Regions from separate parts of the Gossypium raimondii genome. Here region 1 is linked to region 2. A link is a contact called in public Hi-C data. All regions are on one chromosome and are shown on one strand. The core of a region is the stretch at or near the end of the contact, and the rest is flanking DNA. Distances in the headings are between cores, read along the strand shown. Region 1 holds the start of LOC105797317 (probable E3 ubiquitin-protein ligase RHG1A). Region 2 holds the start of LOC105797316 (polyadenylate-binding protein 2).

Region 1 (5,527 bases), core at 2,347-4,846, 150 kb before region 2:
GAAAATCCCACTTGCTTGGGGCACAAGAAAATTCTTATCCATAAACATCACTTGGCCTTAAATTACATAGCCACTTTTAAGTCCATAGCAGCTCAAATTTGAAGAATGGCTACCTATTGAACATAGCAACAAACGAACAATAAAAGAGAAGGCACATTTATTTTTCTTGCTTCCATGTTTCAGTTGATGAAGTAGAATTGCATCAAAGTGCACCATAATTATTAAAATCCTTACCTCAAACCGTAAGTTCTCCCCCCTACGCATGAGATCCAATACATTGCGAATCTGCTCCATAAACAATAGGTCAGTTCCAGCTGAATTGATCTTTACTAAGGCCATATTAGTCTCATTTGCAGGTTAAAATGAGCTTACAAGATAAGTGGTGGCATTTAGCTTTGGCTAATCAAAATAGAGAATAAAGTGCAGCACATGATTGACTGATCTATAAACTAGTACAAGCATTTTGGATGACAATGCCCAAGGGCAATATTCTCCACAATTAGGATTGCTCTATCAAACAAGGAAGTTCTCTATTTCTAAAACCAGGTATGTGATTTCCAGTGACAACTAGATTGGCAGCAAATCAAGTAGTAATCATATTAAGGAAATCAGGATTGTTCTTTGTTATTGTTTGAATTTGAAGAAGACCAGAGAAACAATGACAATAAAAAAGGACGGAGTTCTAGTACAGACCTCAGACACAACAAGCCTGCTTCTGCCTTCAGTGGCAGCAGCTAAAGTTCGCAATGAGTGGGGAATTCCAACAAAACCAGCATCTTGTCTCTCCAACCATGGCAATGACCTAGGATACAGACGATGGGGAACCTGGCTAGCTACATGAGAGGAAAGCAGCATCGCTTCCGGAGAAGTAGTAGGTCCTGAAGGAAGTGAAGAATGATTGCTCTGGCCTCCAGATTCAGTGCCAAGGGAAGACATTAATGATTGACGAACAAGTTCAGACAACCTTCGGGGGTATTGTGAAGAGGGGTTGGGATGAGGAACCCAGGTGGATGCAGACATCACATTGGCACCATTATTTGAGCCTGCATGAGATGTAGAGGCAACATTTCCAGGAGAACTTATATTTCCACTGCTTAAAACTGGATTTCTAACCAAAGTTCTTAATTCTGGTGCAGGAACAAACATAGGATGATGTAATATGTTTCTAGCCATGCTTCTTGATTTGTGTCTTGCACGTGGTACATCTCTATCAGCAAAAGGATTAGAATTTGATGAACTGCCCGTTCTTGGACCAGAACCTCCATTTAGCAGCAAAGATGGAACATGACTTATGATATTCGGGTTTTCAGAATTTGCATTATGTACCACTGGTGCTGACCTTAATTCCAGAGAATGATTAGCTGGGAAAAGCCTTGATGGCTGTTGTGCAGAAGAAACAACAGCCTGCCAGGACATATCACCAGTAGGAAATATCGGATGAGCAATAGGCTCCTGTATACTTGAAGGATTTCTTCTCAGATGGAAATTCCTGTGTGAGCTCTCTGCAGTTGGTGGTAAAACAATTTGTTCGGGAATGCTGTTAGAAGCTGATCCTCTGACATCTAATCCAAGTCTCGGGTGCACCTGTCTTGAGGGGGGAGATATATTCACATTGCTTCCTGCTGTATGGCTAGCAGAAATGCCATGCCATGCACTACTTTCAGCACTACGAAAGTAGCCAGAACTTCCACTAGAAGAGCACTGCCCAACATTTCCTTCCAGAGCCTTTCTTTTGCATGATGCACGACGACCCTCATATGAGCAGCCAGGTCTGCTATCATTATCATCCACAACATACCTACCACTTCCAGAAGAAAGTAGAAATGCTTCAGGACCAGTGCCCAGTAAATTCTGCTCATTCTCAGATCCACTAGGCTTATGGAGGTTAAGCCGTTCTGTAACTTGACAGCTATTATCATCAACACCCGCAAATCCGACATTTAACCTCAGATTCTGAGAAACAGTATCAGAATTAGAACTTTGGGCAAATAAAGAGTTCTGTTCATACCTCCGCCCTTCTAACCTGGGACCAGCATTTGCAGAAGCACTAATAGAAGATGACCACCTATGATCTGTTTTCCACTCGTTATGGCTAACCTCATTTTGTGTGCCACTAGAGTTAACATCAACCAAGCTCCATCTACCAAGCTGCTCCTCTTGACCCATAGAGTTCGCATATCCAATGTTCATGTCATTGGTTGACAGCAAACAATCAGGCAATCTGTTTTCTATAGGATTTCGAATATTATTCCAGCAATCCTGCTGTTCAGCAACAGCATTACTTGATGTAGAGCTATGAACAAAGATGGTTTCGGGCAAGGAACCAACAGTACCCCTTTGCCCCTGCATTAGGACTTGTATGAATTTCCGTACAATTATCCTAAAGTCCTGACGAATATACCAATTAAAATTGTAAATAACCAAATGGCACAACAAAGTGAAAAGAAAACAGTAGCATCAAAATGATTCTAGACAAAGTAGTAGCAAAGAAAAACACAACAAAATATTAAAAAAATATGTTTCAATCAATTTCCAGATTTCTAATCGTATTAGTGACATATTTTGCCTCGAAGACATTAAAGAACCAATTGTTGCTTATAAACTATCACCAGGGGTAGTGATGCATGCAAATTTTACTTCAAATTCTTTTTACCCTTTCTTGGGTAAGTACTTGAAATCGATAATCCACACTACCAAATAATATGAAAGCTTTCTAACAACATAGAACCACAAAGAAAACACAAACATTGAACTACCATTCTAAACTCGGTCTGATAAGCATGGAACCACAAAAGGGCACTGTGCAACTAAATCAGGAAATTTCAAAACATTTGAGGGAGAATTAAAATCAAACAATAAAGAGCATCCACTAACAGCAGATATCCAACCATGGAACAAAACCAAACCAGACATTAAATAAGGTTCAAGCTTCCTTGCTGCGCCATATAGAACAAAAGGCATAAGCATACAGACAAAAACAAACAATAGAAGAAAGAAAATTTACTAAAGAGAAATTCAATAATAAACCAACCAGTGGAAAGAGATAAGAGAGGTAGAGGCTTTAAACACAAATAGGAAAGACCCCAAAAGAATATGCAGATTTAAACAAAGAAAAAAAATCAAAACTTTGAAAGAGAAAAAAAAGACCCTATTAAACCAAACAACCAACAATTTCAAGAAAACCAGAAACAGGGAGAAGTCATCCATCTCATCTGACCATCAACCGATCAAGCAAAAAATAAAAATGAAAGAACAGACCTTGAAGGCTCACCAAACGGGTGGAAATGAAAGATCTTGAATTCTTGATCAATCTAAAAGACTCTTAACAAGAAGATAAAAGGACTATACCACAAAACTCGGATGAAAAAAAGCTGTCTTGAGCTATTAACCTCTCCTTTCTCAAGAAAGAAAGAGAGAGAGAGAGAGAGAGATGAAAAGAAAACCCAACAATAGGAGCAAGACAGAAGATCTTTGAAATATTAAATCAAATACGAAATGTAAGAAACAAAGAGAGAGATTAAAAGAGGACAAAATCTGTAATTTTACCAAATAACCACAACGAAAAAGAGCGATAATAAGGAAGAGAAAGAAATGAGTCTAGGCAAAGGTCATAAAGAGCAGCATCCTAACAAAGAATTGGATAACAAAAAGCAATAAAGACAAATACAGTAATAAATACCAGCAGCAGCAACAACAACTAGGCAAAGGGGTCCTATTCAGCCGCTTACCAAATGGTTTTCATGTCAATCTTTCTTTTCCTATTTGATTCTGCAAAATGCAAAATATATATATATATATTAGTAAAGAAAAAACAACCCTTTCTCCCCTCACAAACCTCTAAGACCCCGTCCCCCAATGCGGTTCGTAGGCTAAGCCCCACAAAACACTAAACCCCAACCCCGTGTTTTGTTTTGTTTTGTTTCCATCACTTTCGCGCCAAGCACCTCCACTTGCACCCCTCACCTTCCCTTCTCTTTAGCCCTTTTTCACCCCTCCACATGCATCTCTTTCTTTCTCACCTCCTCAGCAACCTTTTTTATTTGTGACCCCAAGAACATGCATGACATGTAAAACTGTTCAACAAAACGTGGCATTGTTATAGTTTTAATAGGGATACTACTTGAATGAACTTTCAGATTTTCTTACCTTTTTTATTCCTATAAACACCTAAAATATCTGAGTGCTTTTGTGAATCTGAGAGTATAAATTTTGACTATTATCCCTCCCCCCTAATAGATGGAATCTGTTTATTTCTTTTCTCCATCACATGTTTTTCAAATGAAAAAAAAAAACGGAAAAAGAATCAATGTATCCATGATTTGCAAGTTATTACTTAAAAGAAAAAAATGAGACAAATAAAAATAAGGCACTATCTTGAGATGAGGAACAATAACTTGTATTGCAGGTGGAATATGTCTGGGGGCATTGGTGCATATCAGTTGTGCACATAAATATGATTGCTTTGCTTAAAAGAGGTGCGAAAATGTGAACACAATGAGTGTAGTTTTGCAGATTCTTGCCCCCCAAACTTCCTTTATTTCTCTTGCCGTTCATTTCTCCATCGTGGGGTGGGGTGGGGTGGGGCCTCTTTCCTCTAAGCTTATTCTACCGTTTGTTTTAGCTTTTTTCTTCTCTTAAAAGCTCAAAGGTGTTTGCTTTTCTTTGCCTTTTTTGTATCCTACTAATGTGGCCATTTGGATATATGGGTTCTGCTTACACAACCAGATCGTTTAAGATCTTGCACTGAAAATTGATTAATAAGATAAGTATTGAATATTGATGAATGATGATATTCCCTAACCTTCATAGCGAATATTAGAAACTTGGCTATCACCTACATGTGTAGCCAACACACTATATAAAAACTTGGACATTATGCACTAATTTCAAAAGGGAGAAAAACATAATAATAATAATAATAATAATAATAATAATAATAATAATGGGGGAAATAAATGAGAGGAAGGTGATTTGACTTATTTTAAAAAGAGGGAATGCTTGCTAGTTGGAATGATGCGCTGGTTATAAATTTTTAATGGAAAGGTGAGTCAGTTGAGGGCAAAGTGTGCAGCTGTGCCTGTTCAGCAATTAACCCCCAGTGACAAAACAACCTCTAAAATTATCATGGAGTACGAGTAAGATTATGTTTTAATTTTTTTACTTAAAAAATAAATAAATTAATCTATTAATATTAAATTAAAAAATAAATTAGTTATTTTTATTAAAAATTTTATTTATTTCTACTATTAATTGATTCATCTATATTAATATGAGTTATACGTGATATATTACATATCATTATTCAATTATTCTATGAGCAACATCGGTTTTTAACGGTATAAATTGATGTAATTTTTAACTAAAAAAATTGACTTGTTTTTTTATTAATATATAGAGACAAATGTATTTAATTTTTTAAAGTAAAAGAGACAAAATGTAATTTATTTCCTAATTGAGAACCCTCATGATATTTTTACTCAAAACAAGCTCTTCTCTCTTTAAAGCCTTTTTCTGAATGGTGGGGTTA
Region 2 (5,832 bases), core at 112-2,611:
AACCTAGTATAGAACAGGAATTAAAATGGAACAAAAGGGAGGGAAAATTGGGAAAGAAAAATACCTTGATAAATATATTTGCAGTACCACTCTTACGAAGACTAGGGTCCCGTTGAGAATACATGATTCGGATAGGCTTATTATTCATTGGAGTGAAATTCAGTAGATCCAATGCCCTAGCCGCTGCAGACATGAATAACAAGGCATAGTAAGCAACCTCAACAATTCAAAAGAAAGAGTTGATTCTCCCAATTTGTCATGATCTAAAACATGAACTTGATAGAAATTAATCCCAAAGCTCCACTAAAAATTAAAGTTAACTTCTAATACGGAAGTTCAAGCGACCCTTTGGATGATAATGCAAGGCAAATTTGGCAAAAAGGTTAAACCTCAAACCTTTAGCAAAAATAATTTCTTATATCTACAAACTACATACATTCTGCATAACTCAAAAGTAAAACGTAGAATGTAAGGTCCATACTTCAGGTTAATTAATCAAAACTTACAACTTTTAACAATTCACTATTCATGGAAATCAGTAACTCGCATTGATACTATGATACACTGAAAACTGCAAATAAATTATATTACAACAGCGATCAGCTTGAATAGCTTTAGAATTAAAGTAAATTCACTAATATCTACACATCCTTAATAGCTCAAAATTTTCAAATAACCGCATGGTCCTTAAATATCCCAAAACAGAGAACCACATACACAAAAAAGAAGAATTCACAGTCTAACCAACAAACCGCTTTAAATATTAAAGAAATGAGCAGTTCGCAGTAAAGTTGAAGTCTAACCATCTCGAGGATTGTTATAGTTGACGTAGCCATATCCGAGAGAGCGGCCAGTCGCCGTGTCCCGACAAACCCTCACAGAAACGACCGGAGCCACCTCGCCAAACGTTTGGTAGAGTTGCTCATCAGTAACTGAAACATCAAGATCCCCAACATAGAGTGAAGTCGGCATGAACTGCGCTCCTCCGTGCCCCGACGCGACACTGATTGGCCCCGAAACCGACGCATGATGCTGAACCTGAACCTGCGCCATCCACAAAACCTTGGCTCGAACCCTAACTCTTCTAGTTCATTTTTTTTTCTTGTTATGTTTCCCTCTCCTCTTTATTCAATCAAAACAAAACAATAGAGAAACAAGAAGATTGAAAATTTTTTAGAATTAAATATGAAATGTGGGAGAACTTCTTTTAGAATTTTGGGGGATAAAAGAGGAGAGGGAGGAATAAAAAGGGATAATATCGTCGGAGATCCGGGCAGAGGGAGAAAAAAATTAAAGTAATGATAAAGAAGGGGAGGGCAGAACAAACTGCACCGCGCCGGCAAAGCAGTAACTGTATTATTCTTATAGGAATGAAGAAACCCACTTGGTTTCGGAAAAGCTTATCGGGACCGTCGGATCTTTTTCTTGGAAACAAATTCCAGCAGTCCGATGATTGATTGCTCGCGTGACAATTGGAATGTCATATGGCACGTGTCTATCGTAGTTGCGACAGTTACGGTAAGTTAAGAAGTCTCAGCTTATTTACAAATTTTGAAAAGCAGACAGATTATTGTAGTTTGGTTTTTATTTTTTATATATAAAAATCGAATAATTCAAATTAAATTTTAAAAATAGACCCAACCCACTCAAAGTATTTATATTATTATTTAATTTATATTATTAGAGTATATTCTTAATTCTTTTAAAAATTAATAAAATTTTGAATTTAGTAAGATTTGAATCTACATTATTTGCATTGAGAAACCTTAATCTTCCACTCAAATTTGTATTTTATTTTATTTTATACATTTTAATTTTATTATACATACTTTACTACTTTTATTAATTATTTATATTAATAAAGTTCTTGATTAAATTGATGCACCAAGTTAACTTGACACTAACTAAAGATTGCTAACAACATTGAGATAAATAGTTATAGTGAATTTAGTATTTTCTAATTTAATGTATTTACGTATTTAAATTTATTTTTACTCATAGATTAATCTTTTTTTATTTTAATATCGTATATATGTCATGTGCTATTATTAATTAGTTTCGCATCATATACTTTATTATTTATTATATATTATTTTAAATAAACACTATATTCTGGATATGTAATTTCTACACATGTGTATGATAAAATTTCTAATAAGTCAAAATGGAAATAATAGAATCCAACATTTTTCAGATCAGGTTCAAATACTAGTTTTTCTACTTTCTTTCTTAAGGCAAGAAAGCAATACGCTGTAAAATTAAAATACATATACATTATTAATTATGGTATTATGGTACACTCGGGGTTTGGCACTCGTCCTATATAAATTTCTTCCATCTATATCCAATACTAATTTAGGTAATTGATATATGGATTATTAATATTTAAAAAATTTGTCGTTAAATATAAGTTATATGGGAGATATAATCTTAACCATTAAAAATTAATAATCTGTGTGCAATTGTCACGGGATTAGAACTTTAGTCTCGCAATCTATGCGACTTTAGGCGATTTCTTGGTTTTTAGTCTCAAAACTAAAAAGCAACAGAAGAACCGAAAATGCCACAAGAAAGTAAAACATGTCAAGTGTTTCAGTAAATATTTTCAAATATATTCACAACTATGAATGGAATGATTAACAAATGAGGGGGAAGACATTTATTTATAGTTGAGCTCCCTTAAAACCAACGGTAAAGATTGAGTTACATCGACGATCAAATATTAGAGCCTATCTATAATTGAGATTCCTAATGGATTTAAACTATATACAATCTTATCCCTTTAAGATTTACATTATTTACTCTGATAACTCTAATTTTACTGGAGTGTTTCATTGGGCCACCAAGGTTTCAAGTAGATGGATTTCTCCATATGTTCCATGAGTCGGGTTAGTTTAAGAGTGTTAAATGAGTCTTATTTAATCAATTGATCTGCAACCCATGACATTCTCCCTCTCCCATGCTCGCAATACCCTCGTTGTGTACTCCGAATGACACTGGTTTTATTCACCTTAGAACTTTCTCGATGCCTCAGTTGTCCTTCAACTAACCTCTTTGTCGGGTAGTTCCGCTTCTTGGAATATTTGCCTCGGCTTCCGTAATCACCTAAATCGGACCATTTCACTCCTTTTTGGTACATCTCCTTCACAAGATCCCGTCACTTTTACTCGCCCAAATTGTGACTTTCCTCAATCGGGATCCTCTTGATCTTTACGAATAGGTTTTGGCATTCTCACATTAAACATCGAGTGAACCTTAAGTATTCCTACTAACTCTAGTTTGTAAGCCCTTTGACTTATCCATTTCAAAACTCTAAAATGGTCCCTATGTCCTTGCTAAGCTAACAATAAGTCAAAATGAAAAACACTAGATAAGTGTTTGAGATGTATCTAGCTCGTTGCATTTACTCATTTCAACTGCACAGTTTGCATCACTATTTTACCCTTAAAGCCTGATACACAACCCACCTCTCTTATAGGTGGTAGCTCTATTGATGACTCAGCAGGGTTCGCATTAGTTTGCCGCACCTCTAGCATTTTCAAGGAGGTCCCTATAGCACTTCGATCTACCGAGTCAATATTCTTTCTGCCATTAATACCCTTGGCTAGTTGGATTGTCGATAATACATTGGTTCCACCTTTCTCATCACTACTTACCTGCACCATGCATTATCGTTAACGAGCATCCAAGATACAAAATAAAATCGGCAAAAGGAACCAAAAGACCATTAATTTGGTCGAGGAAATTCAAGCCAAGAACAAATTCGTAATAATCTAGATGAATTACCTTAAAGTCTTCATTGCCTTTTCACTCACTGATTTGTAGCTCAACTCTTTATGCTACTCCCACAATTGGGACCTCTTTAGAACTAGTCATCTTGATCCTCTTAGTTGATTTGCTAATTGAGAGGCCAAGTTTACCTACAAATTTCTTCAAAACGAACAGATCGGATGCCCCCGTATTGCCAAGAGCACTCCTCCTTTGGCTTACAACCTTGATGTTCACAAACATCAACCCTTTCTGCTTGCGATCCCTCCTCGCCTTAGCAAAACTGAGCATCATTGATCTAAACATCAAATCCTCGCTCTCTAGCTTCGTTTCATATTCTTTAGTGACTATAGAAAACTTAGTTCGCTCTAGATAGTCTCGCATCCTATGCGGACCACAATGTAAGAAGCACTTCACTGACTTCTTGTCATTCTTTTTGCCCCTCTTGGCTTCAATCCACGCACAATCGAACCAAACCTCAATAGTACTTTTTCTAGATCATCATTCTTTTTTATGGAAGAAAACATAGATCGTTTCGAGCAATCCCTAACCATATGCAGACCTTCACAAAGAAAGCATTTCAATGGCCCATTCAATTTACTATTGGGCTTTCTCTTCCTATTTCTTGGTTGCTCACTACTACCATTATTGTTGTCATTCTCAACTTTTCCCTCTTCATCTTCCCCACCATTGCCCTTCCCTTTGGGCTTGCAAGACTCGAACTTGTCCTTCCTCGGAACAAGCTCGACTAAAAACTATGCCACCTCATAACTTTGGGCAATTCTTAGACCCCTTGACGTTCCAATTCCTGCTTAACCAACAACTTGAAACCATCCATGAAAAAGAATAATATCTTTTTCTCACTCAGATATATGATTTGGAGTATCAATTCACTGAACTCCTTCATATACTCCCAAATTATACCTTGTTGTGAAAACTAATGCAACTTAGCTCAAGCCTCTTCTCAACATATTGGGGGTAAAACTACTCTTTAAAGTCCTTTTGGAACTCCTCCCAACCTCTTCTCAACATATCGGGGGTAAAACTACTCTTTGAAGTCCTTTTGGAACCACTCCCAAGTTCCAAGGCCTAACCATGCCTTTCATCTGTGGACCTATACTGCTGCCACAAAAGTGTGAAATCAGTAAAATATCTATCATTATTGTTTACCTTCACATCATCATCCTTAATGCTTATGGCATAGAAGTATTGCTCCATCTCCTACAAGTTTTCCACATCTTATTACGAGTTTAATAAATATGTTCAAGTGTACATAGTCGTCAACAAGTAATAAAGTAGTAAGTATAGAGTATCGTCTCCATAGAGACTGAATTTAAATCAAAAATGCAAAATTAACTAATGGAAAAATGGAAGTGAATAAAGATAACTGTGAATTTAACTAAGATGCTACTTGAATCTGTACAACCCCTAACCCATATCCGTCGTCGAATTAGGGTTAAAGAGCATTACTGTATAAATGGAACATTTAAACATACATTTTATAAACTATTATAACCATACTAAAAGCCATTCATTCACATATATATCATCCCTAAATTGAGCCCTCAAGGCCCTAGAAATACCTTAGAAACAATTCGGGTCTAAACTAAAAACATTTGGAAAGTTTAAGAAAAAGTTACAAAAATTTGAATACAGTGGTCACATGGCCGTGTGGCCAAGCCGTATGCCTCACATGGCTAAGAGAAACGCCCATGTCTCAGGCCGTGTAACTTTCGAACTAAGGACATATAGTCGTGTCCTAGCCTGTGTCCTTACCCATGTAACTCTCTGAGTAGGGTCACACACCCGTGTCAAACACTCGTGTCAAACACTCGTGTCTCAGGCCGCGTGGACATAAATTTTCTTAAAAATCAAGTCATTTCCTATACCATTTCATGCATAAACCTTTAGGTCATTTGTGCACATAATCAAGGCATCAAAACCTATGAAAACATACATATAATGACCATTTTAAGAGTCCTATATCAACTAACCAATATGTCATTCAAAGGCACCTCAAATGCAATCATCAAAACTTACATAAACATACATATTTTACCACTT

What was found. A called contact is a pair of places that touch in the nucleus more often than the background predicts.
Region 1: a contact with region 2 is called in a Hi-C map of leaf, with 4 times the contacts expected there. The contact joins the promoter of LOC105797317 here to the promoter of LOC105797316 in region 2. A contact is called at or near these places in 2 of 2 Hi-C or Micro-C datasets (both in leaf).

Annotation. Positions count from the first base shown.
Region 1 is chr3:16,324,764-16,330,290 of ASM2569854v1, reverse strand. LOC105797317 (probable E3 ubiquitin-protein ligase RHG1A) reads right to left here and starts at 3,596. Exons shown (of 6, transcript XM_012627280.2): 1 at 3,272-3,596; 2 at 694-2,388; 3 at 235-285. The coding sequence starts at 2,349.
Region 2 is chr3:16,175,805-16,181,636 of ASM2569854v1, reverse strand. LOC105797316 (polyadenylate-binding protein 2) reads right to left here and starts at 1,361. Exons shown (of 10, transcript XR_008194313.1): 1 at 804-1,361; 2 at 65-183.